Regions from separate parts of the Pan troglodytes genome. Here region 1 is linked to region 2. The links are chromatin contacts, called in public HiChIP or PLAC-seq maps. All regions are on one chromosome and are shown on one strand. The core of a region is the stretch at or near the end of the contact, and the rest is flanking DNA. Distances in the headings are between cores, read along the strand shown.

Evidence for each region. HiChIP or PLAC-seq counts read pairs in DNA pulled down with a chosen protein or histone mark.
Region 1: an H3K4me3 HiChIP or PLAC-seq map of stem cell-derived excitatory neurons shows a contact between it and region 2, with 8 times the contacts expected there. The contact joins the promoter of CEP57 here to the promoter of KDM4D in region 2. A contact is called at or near these places in 1 of 7 Hi-C or Micro-C datasets (stem cell-derived neural progenitor cells) and 1 of 1 datasets of contacts at active chromatin or transcription factors (stem cell-derived excitatory neurons).

The regions. Positions count from the first base shown.
Region 1 is chr9:97,892,992-97,898,105 of NHGRI_mPanTro3-v2.0_pri, forward strand. It overlaps CEP57 (centrosomal protein 57), which reads left to right and starts at 2,119. Exons shown (of 14, transcript XR_008538130.2): 1 at 2,119-2,713. It overlaps FAM76B (family with sequence similarity 76 member B), which reads right to left and starts at 1,581. Exons shown (of 9, transcript XM_001145967.7): 1 at 1,360-1,581; 2 at 462-526. The coding sequence starts at 1,446.
Region 2 is chr9:97,078,987-97,083,767 of NHGRI_mPanTro3-v2.0_pri, forward strand. KDM4D (lysine demethylase 4D) reads left to right here and starts at 1,730. Exons shown (of 3, transcript XM_522154.7): 1 at 1,730-2,203; 2 at 3,787-3,881. It overlaps CWC15 (CWC15 spliceosome associated protein homolog), which reads right to left and starts at 1,758. Exons shown (of 7, transcript XM_001144223.7): 1 at 1,633-1,758; 2 at 186-324. The coding sequence starts at 316.

The sequences.
Region 1 (5,114 bases), core at 869-3,368, 810 kb after region 2:
AATTATTTGTTCTTTTCTGAGGCTACTTTCTGTATATACTCTCAGAGTGGAACTGTTAAAAATGTTACGTACGACTCAAATAATTTGTTCCATGTAACAAATTATTAGATTTTCACCTTGGAAGGCAGTTGGTAACACCACAGACCTTTCCTCAGGTCCATTAAGGCTTTACCACTTTTTTTTAGTTTAACATAACTGTTTACATTTGCATTAGCAAGGCTGTACATTTTCCATGTAGTATTATACTTTCCCTCATATAAAGTCTAACTGTAAATTAACCACCACTGGTTTTTTTGGCAACATTCTCTCTCCCACCATGTACAAAAGGTTTACAACTTAAAATTTCTGGGGCTAAACCATTTTTAAAAAATACTTTCATAAAAACATGGGATTACAACCCCCAAGTATTCCATAAAGACAACACTTGTCTTTAACAGTCAAAAACTGTTCAGTATACAAACCTCTCTTGTTGAAATTCTGATCTGCAGTAAGTACATTTTACAATAGGATGTGCAATCCGACATTCCTGTAATAAGACAATACATTAGTCAGTATCTTTCTGAAAGTCCCAAATCTCACTTTTCTGGTAGAAAACTGTTTACCCAACCTAGTGAAATGTCTAAAACATTTATAAAACCTGGCCCCAACGTAAAGAACTGGATGCTTTATCATATAAGTGGCCAATCACAATATAATTCCTTAGGGAAGGCACAGGTGTCTTTGTCTTTAGTAGACGTGGGGGTATATTACAGATAAATTAAGAAAGCTGTCAGGGCCGATTTCAAGGATTGGTTAAATGTGAAACTACTTATTATTTTGCACCGTTGCTCACAGACAGCATCCAGGCTTTAATGGGATGGGAGGAGCTCCAAATCAGAGCATTCTGTTCCCAAACCAGTCGCTTCGCTTTCCTGGACAGGGAAGAAGGATGCCATCAGCTTTGCGGCTTCGGGTTCCTAGCAAGAAAGTGCAAAAACCGTCCCCTGCCTCCTGGTGGAAGAAGAGGACAGACCAGGCAGAAAACCGAGATGAAAACATCTCCACCCCTGGGTCTCTGCGGCATAGACAGGTGGCTGCCTCACTCAACCCCACCCCTGAGACCCCCAGACGCTGACGGGGCCCGGCACCCTCCTGGGCCGCCTGGAAAAGGGCACGATTCTGCCTCCCTTTCAGGGTCCGTTCCCAGCTAATGTTCAAGCCCCCAGAAAAAGGGGTCCCCGAGTGGGGAGGCGAGGGCTCCAGACTCCCAAACCCCTGAGGCGCCGGCGAAGAGAGAGGGGCTGCAGTGCAGCGGCTACCCGGCCCCCTCCGGCTACGGCCGAGGACACCCATCCCGCCCGCCTCCCGGAGCCCACGGACCTTGCAGAGCTGCTGGCCCTGGGAGAGCTCCTCGAAGGGATAACGCTGGGTACACTTGGTGCAGGCGTACAGGGCCGAGGCCGCCATCCTGCTCCTCAGTCTCCTCCTCCGCCGCCGCCCGCTCCGAGGCGGGGCCCTACGGAGAACCCGAGAGCCGCCGCCGCCGCCCGGGCCGCGGGCTCCTCCTCCTCCCCCTCCCCCTGCCTCGCGCCCACCAGGGCCTCGCCGCGAGAGCCCAGGGCCCCGCGGACGACGCCACCGTCTCCCTCCGCCTCCACTTCCGCCCCAGCCCACCCAGTGACGCCGTGCCAGCCGCTCCCGCTTAGGCCCCGATAGCGGCGGAGGGAGACGAAACGGGTAGGGGGTTGCTGTTTAGCTGCGCGGCCGCGGATCCGCTTCCTTCTCGGCCTCCCTTTCCCATCCCTGATTGGCTGCGAAGGCTACCGCGTCATTCGATGGCTCCTCCCAACTCCCAACTTCCGCGACGCAGGAAGCGCCCACAAAGGAAGGATGTCGCCGGCCAATGACATCCCGGAGCTCTCAGCGCGCGAAATCCGCTTTGAACCTGCCCCGCCCAAAGGTCTGCGGTCGCGGCTATTTCTAACAGCCAGTCCCAGGTTTGGCTGAGAGCGCCCCAATCCAATTGGGCAAATGTTCGCCAAAGGCTCGTTCTCTGCCGCAACTTTTTTCCCTTGCTTTCTATTGGACTAAATCGTTAAGTCCCTCCTAATCCTATTTGTTATTGGCCAAAAGGTAAGTACTTCACCTGGAGAGGCGTCCCCGAGGCAAATTCACGCTCTCTCCGGCGTTTAATCCGAGGGAACTCGTGGAGTGCTTTAACTTCGCCTTCGCTTTTGTTTTATCTCCATTACTCCCTTCGGTTGCCACTGGCGACAACACTACTCGCCCACGCTTCTTACTGGAGGAGGCCTGCCCCTCCGTAGAATCCCCGCAGAGCCGGCCTGTAACCCCGGCGTTGTCTGCCGCAGCAGGCCTCGTTACGCGCTACCTTGTGACGTCACCAGGGAAGAGGCGGATTCTCTCCTACTACAGAAAGACGTCTGCTGTTTTGATTGGCTAGGAAAGACGTCCGTTAGGACGTGTTGCCCTTTCTGTGTAAGCTGTGAGCGTAGGCGGCCCTGAGGGGGTGTGTGGCAGGGGTTTCCAAGCCCAGCACCAGCACCCTTGCCCTTTTCCATCTGGGGTTCAGCCTAGGGTCCCCCCTGGTGGGCGGCTCCCGAGTCTTGGAGAAGAGCACGAGAACCTAGACCGCCCCCGAAGTGCGGAGACCCCCTGGGCAGGCTGAAAGATGGCGGCGGCGTCTGTCTCTGCGGCTTCTGGTTCTCACTTGTCGGTAAGAAGCAGTTGGCGCGAGTGGGCCCCACGTCGGTCCTAAGCGCCTCTTTGAGTTTCCTCACGTTTCAGGGCGCTGTCAGTCCGGCTTCTGACGCAATTCTGGAGGACGGCGGGAATGCCTAGATTGCCCCGCGCTCCCCAAGCTTTCATTCACTGTTCCTGTGTCGAAGCTGCACCCTCTGGCTCCCAGTGAAACTGGGCTGGCCGCCTCTGTTCCCCAGCCCTTATTCACCTTTTGGCGTAGCAACCAACCCCGGTTGCCTAACATTCCCAAGGGCCGGCTGGGATAACTGCCCACTCCCTGGCCTGCAAAAATGTAGCTTTTTTGGTCACGTGGGTTCAGCGGCCCCTCTAGGAAACTCGCCGGATCAGGTGAGGCGCGCCAGTGTGTTTAAGAGACAGTTGCAGAATAGTAGTCCGCCGTCTCTCGAGCACTTACTAGTCGTTGTTTATGCTGTTTCCTATTCCTGCAGTGCCTCCCACTCCCTTCCACATTAACTTCGTTGTGTGATACTCGTAGCCAGAACGCGCGCTTCCTGTCACCTAGCATTACTGGAACTTCAATGTGGAAATGCCCTTTTGGAGAGGCGACAGGGGGAATTGATTTTAAATATTGTTTTTGCCTCATCAAATGTCACCATCCAGTTTAGTCACTGGTATTCACTGGTATTTCTCAAATTGGAGTGTCGAATGCTTAGGTATTTTGAAAACCGCGGCATTGGAGAGCTTTGATAGGAAGTAAATGTTGGAGCTCTTATTTCTCCAGTTAGCAAATGTTCGATGCCTGGCATACTGTTAGGGTCCAAATGAATAGAATAGAAACCCTGCTTTGAAGGAGAAAAACACTGAAGAGAAACTACACGTAATTAGTGATTACTGCGCAGTACAGTTTAGGAAGTGCTACCGTAGTAGAATAATCTAGAGGGGAGTGATTAACAGTGCTTGGGTAGGCTAGAGAAGGTTTCCTAGAAGGGAAGATGGAGCTAGTTGCGTGTCGAAGGAATTGTGATTGCTTGTCCCAAGAATAGAGAAAGGAGAAAAAGGCAGTGCGGGAATTTTGGAGTATGTGCTAGAACAGTAGGTGCTTTTAGGAAACTTGAGATATTTCGGAATGAGAAGAAGTAATACGGAGGTAGAGCTGGATGAGGTGAATTGGAAACGTAGGTAAAAACGTGAAAAAAGAAGGATGGTGAGGGAAGGAACTAGAAGAGTATCAGGGTAAAGTTATTTTCTAGGATCTAGGGGGAAAGAGTTGGAAACGCTAAGAAAGCCTGGTCACCTTGGAGAAGTCAGTTTCAGCTTTTGGAGACTTGTTAGAATTTGTAATAATGGGACTAGAAGTATTACAGTGTTTCAGCCGAATGGGAATTAGAAGTTTGCAGAGAGGGCTGGGGAAGTTAAGGAGAAGTAAGGAAAGCAGCAATTTAAGGTTATTCAGGATTAGGTCAGTAAAAGAAAAAAGTAAAAAACTATTGGAAGTGTCAGCAGATGGATGAGATTTTATAGGAGATGTGATTAAACTTGGGAGAAGAGGGCTTTTCACGGCTCTCAAAAGTTAAGCACTTGGAGACCGAACAAGGAATACTCTTACAAATGTTGAATTGAGTCTGGGTGCGTGGCTCATGCCTGTAATACCAGCTACTAGTGAGGCTGAGGCGGGAGGATCACTGAGGCTGAAGTGAGGTATGATAGTGCCACTGCTCTCCAGCCTGGGCGACAGAGCGACCCTGTCTCCATAAAATAAAATATTAAATAAACGTTTAATTGAGCTGCACTATGCCAAGGACACCTAGGTGAGCATTGGCACTGGGATATAGTCAGCTGTTAATACTTATACGGTACCCTTGACAGAAATACCAAAGACTGTTCATTAGGAAAGCATATTTTTTTTTGTGCTAAGCTCAGCTTTAATAGGATTCTAAATATCAAGGGTACACTAAGAATATCTAGGAACCTCCACAAATCAAAGTATAACAACCATAACTCAATCTGCTACATCAAAATGTCTATTTTGGAAGTTACTGTTTCTCAAAACAAAAATGACTAAATTTAGTTGGTTTTTTGGTGCGTAAGAAAAGGTCCTGCTTAGATGTCCCATCAGAAATAAGGCTGCCATTTCCAACAGCGTTGGAAAAGCACTTAGCTTATCAAACAGCTGATCTTAACAGTAGGCAACATTTAAAAAAAAAACAACATGTTAAAACTATACCATGAACTGAGAACACAACTCGTATTCAGATTTCACGGTTATGAAGATTAACAACTGTTATATTCAACTGTTTTCGACATTGATAAACCCATACGGAGCTAGTTATAAGTACATTGAGATGCTTTACAGGCAAAGATTTTTAACAAGTAGATTCATAAATAACCGTCTTTGGGAAGCAGTGACCATGTAA
Region 2 (4,781 bases), core at 480-2,979:
TCCTGGTTAGTAGGAATTTCACGTTTTAAAATCACAGCAGAATTTTAGTGTTAAACATCCTATTGCATTCTATTCCTATGAAAATAGATAAGTGACATAACTCAAACATACTACTATATCATGACCACGCCATTTAACAGATCTGGTCTTGTTTTGTGAACAATAAAAAAAGAAAGTCTTACTACCTGTATTTTATCTTTGTATGAGAGGGTAGGTCTCTGCTTGAATACTGCTTTGAAAGTTGGCTCAAATCACCTTCTCCTTTTCCCCTTCCACCTCTTGCAGGTTCAAAGGTTGGCCTGGCTGCTGTTGTCATCTTTTATGCTTTGAAGAAAAATATAATCAAGTTATTTCCAACATTACAAACACTCATTTTATAGAGTATTAATCAATATCCATACTGGTAAAGTAAGTTCTAAAACTCATTCCCCAAAACCTGCTTAATCTTCTTAAACAAAAGTTTTCAAGAAAACAAATTATGAGGCTTAGGCTGTACAAGGAATATGGCTTCTCAGGCTTGCCTTAGTACAAAAAATTCTGTCATGAAGATCTGAGTTTGCATCCCTATTCTCCTTCTGACTATATGGGCTTGAGCAAGTCACCTGGCTTAACTTTGTCATCTGTGGAATGGAGATATTCCTCATAGATTATAAGAATTATGACACTTGACATGTCAAAACCCTAGTAAAATACAGTACTGCCATGACTGAGTTTTAAAAATTTCCAACTCAACCTTACTCTACCAGACTCTGTAAGGTTTGCATTTTATCTAAACTTCACACAATAGCAAATAGGCTAGTAGAAACAAAAGCTAAAAACAAACAAAAAATATCACTGACAAAGTTACTAAATGTCCCAGAGAAAAGTGTGTTAAACTTCAATGACAGTTACACAGAAAAAAATTCTTAAACAACCGTTTGTTGAGCCAATTTTCTCCTACAACAGGCATCATACTATAAATCAGATCGTTTGTGGGTTATAATTTAAGGCCTGTTCAAAAAAAACAAGAACCTCACCCCCAGAGGATTCTGATGCCAAAAATCAGGGACTCATTCCTCAAGTTACTTTCTGCTTGGAGCAGTCACAAGAATACTGTGTAGCAGATGCAGTCACTAAAACCCTGTTAGTGTCGGAAAAGCAAGTGTGTGGGGAGGGTGGGCGAATTGGGAGGATTTTTTGGGGTGGGGGGGGGCGGTGCTAATTCTCTCAACTTTCAAAAAGGGTAGAGACATGTCTACAAAGAAGAAAACAGGGTTATCTGGCGCTGGGGGCGCCGCCCCTTCCCACACACCCACGGAATTATCACTCCGGCCTCCCGTGAGCTAGTCTTTGGCTATAACCAGAAACTCGCTGCCTCTTCACCCGTGCCCAGCACTGCAGGGGTGCGAAGGGTAGTGAAGGGAGGACCTGGGGTTCGCTTTACGCAGTAGGCGAGCTGCCTTTACGCTGCGATCTCCTCGGCGGGCCCGAGAGCTCCAGACGCGCCTGACAGGCACTCGGTTCCGCCCCTAGCCCGCTGCTCCAGGGCCTCCACCGCCCGCGCTCTGCACTCTGCCGCCGACTCCGACCCCAACTGCCCTTTCCCGTCCCATCGCGATAAGAAAGATAATCTCCTATCCTCTTGCCGCTCACACTGGCCGAGGTCCGATGCAGCAGGCTCCGAAGATCATACGGACGCCATTACCACTCTTGGCTCCCAGAAACCTCTGCGCCCAGAGCTAGCGCCTACGACCCGGAAGCAAAATCCAAGCGCTTCGGGGGCGGAAGCAACGACCAATCCGCAGTGGCCGAAGTGGAAGTCGGCGTAACGGCACTAAGGGGCGGGGCCGAAGCGGCCCAGGGGGCGGGCGTTTGAATTCAGTGCCTTAGAGTAGACCCTAAACCTCATTTTATACCTTCAAGAACCAATTACTTAATGTCTCTTCCGTCTTTTCCGTCCCCGACCCCCTCCCAGACTCCTTCATTCCGGTACTGCGTGGACGGAAAGCCCCGGGTAGCCGACACCACGTCCCCGGCTAGCGGGAGAGAGCGTGGAAAAGGATTACACCAAACTGTTTAAATCCAACGACTCCTGCTTCCATCCTTTCTCCTGAGCTAGAACCAACAAACCTAGAGAGTTGGGCTTCGGAAAAACTAGTGTTTTCATTTAATTGGATATGAAGAAAGAACAAATATGTACGGGGCAACCACGATCTTTACAAAGGTACCATTCCTGCAAAAATATTAACACTTCAAAGCAAAGGTTGTATTCGTAATGTTTGCTAAAATTTCTTATTTAAAAAACGTTAGTTTTAGTGGGAGGGGAGATGTCAGTATTTACGAGAGCGTTTACAACGGTGGGCCCAACTACCAGGAGCACAAGATGTAATTATTAAGATGGCTACTTAAGTGTTAAGTTTTAATAAGACAACGAAAAGTAGAAAACCCGAAAACCAAAAACCCACCAGTCGTCTCTCCTCCCTTCCATAAAAACAAATTCTGAGAATAGAGATCTTGGTTGTTTAGCTCATCTTGGTATCTCATCACATAGACCTTGACGTATAGTAGCTGCTCAATTAATATTTGTTAAACAAATGAAAATTCAACTTCCCCAACTTAGTTTAAAATGTAAGGAACTCACAAAATTGAATATTTAAATGCTTTCTTACCCCTAAATTCTTTGCAACTTTTTAATGAAGAAAGAAAAGCAGAAAAAGCCCTTTCAGTCATAGAGTTCAAGATGAAAATCCTGATTTTTCTTACCGAAGGTATCCCTCCTCCAGTCTTAACACGTCTCACTAAAAGACGCGATCATCACGCTAGTTACTCAAACCAAAATCCCGGAGTGCCTACTTAAATTCCTTTTCATTCACTCTTCACATACGGTTCATTTACAGGTCTTAACAATTCTACTTTTAAAACTCACCCGAAATTTTATTCTACTGCCACTACCCTTGCCTTTGCCAACACCATCTCCTACCTGGATTGTAATTGCTTCCTATTATATCTTCCTGCGTCATCTTTTATCCTACAGTCAGTGTTGCATATAGCCAAGAGAGTGATCTTTTAAAATTAATAAAATGGTGTTACTATCCTGTGTACAATTTCACTGCACTTAGAATAAAAATCACATTTCTTAATGTGACCTGAGACCCCACGGAGTCTGGCTCCTGCCTACCTTCCAGACTTCACTTCCAATCAGTCACTCGCTTACGCACTAAGCTCTAGACATAGCCAAGTGGGCATTTCTGTTTTACAAAACAGGGCAAGATTCCTTCTATTTTAGGGCCTTTGCACTGGCTTTTCTCTATTGCCTGTGCCCCAAGATAACTGTATCACCATCCTTCATGTCTCAGGTATCACAGTGAGGTTTTCCTACCCCCCACCCCTCCAACACTTGTGTTTGTACACCATCACATCACCCTGTTTCATTTTTCATACCACTAAACATTACCAGAGTCTATTCTATTCATTTTTTATTTCCATGTCTCTCAGGAGACAGCATGCGAAGGTCATTAAGAGAAAAGGATCTTCAGCCTGCCCATTTTTGTTCTAAATTCCAGTTCTGCCCTTTCCTAGCTCTATAACCTTAGGCAAGTCATTTTCCCTTTCTGTGCTTTCAGTTTCCTCACGTGTAAAATGGGCGTAATTCTAGTCCCTAACTTGTAATACTACTCTAAGGATTAAGTGAATTAATACTTGTAAAGTGCTTAGAACTGTCTCAGCAAATAGTACTTGCTAAATAAATGTTAGCTATTATTATTATTAATATTATTTTTATTATTATTGTCTATCTTCCTATATTAGAACATAAGTTCCAGGAAAGCAGGAACCTTGTCTCTCTTGTTCACTGGGTGTATCCTCTGCATATAGAACAGTGCCTGGCACATAATAGGTGCTGAGTAAGTATTTGTTGAATGAATGAATGAATGAATGATGCACTATGAAGTAGAGGAATGACATAACAATGGCAAGATGGTAACACAATTATAGGAGATACCCACAGTTTTTATGTTCCAACTGTCCTCATTAGCCCGGAGTGAATCACTTCGTTGATTTAACTCCCAGCCCACTAACCTAATCTTTTGGTTGCCAGTGGTGATAAATAGCCACCCTATAATTTCATTAACACCAATATACAATATAGTCAATCCACAAAATTAAAAGCTTTTGACTTAAACGAAAGTGCTAATAAGAAAATGAAACTAAAGCTTTTGACTTAAATGGTTTGAAAGTATTAAGAAAAAGAAACTTAAGTTTACTAAAATCTTGAAATTCATCTGATCAGTTAACCTAGCTGGCAAAAATCATATAACCTCCCAAGAATTCTTATGTTAAACCTGTTACCACAAAATCTAGTTTGGCCCTTAATTCTGCCTGCCAGTCCTCTTATGCTCTCCTAATTGTTTATTTTCCCCCTCTGCAATAATATAATTTCCCACATTCCCCTTTCTTCAAGTCTACATGCCTCTTTCACCTCCTTTTCCCTCTGCATTCTCTTTCCTGGCAGTAGATCTTCTCAGTTCTCTGAGAAAACAGAAGCTCTTAAACAAGGACTTCTCATCTCCTTTTTTCCGCAGATCTATCGAGCTGCCTTTGGCTATTCCTGTATCCTCAGATTCCCATGTATTACTGGAGATGAGGTGACCCACACTCTCCCTTGTGCTCTGGGTCCTAATTCCTCCAGGTTTCTTAGTGGCTGGCATTTTGCTATATATTTTCTCTTTCTTATGATCTATGAGGCCATCCCTTTCAGATCATTTTTATCAGCTTTTGGACATGGTATAGTATATCTTAACCTT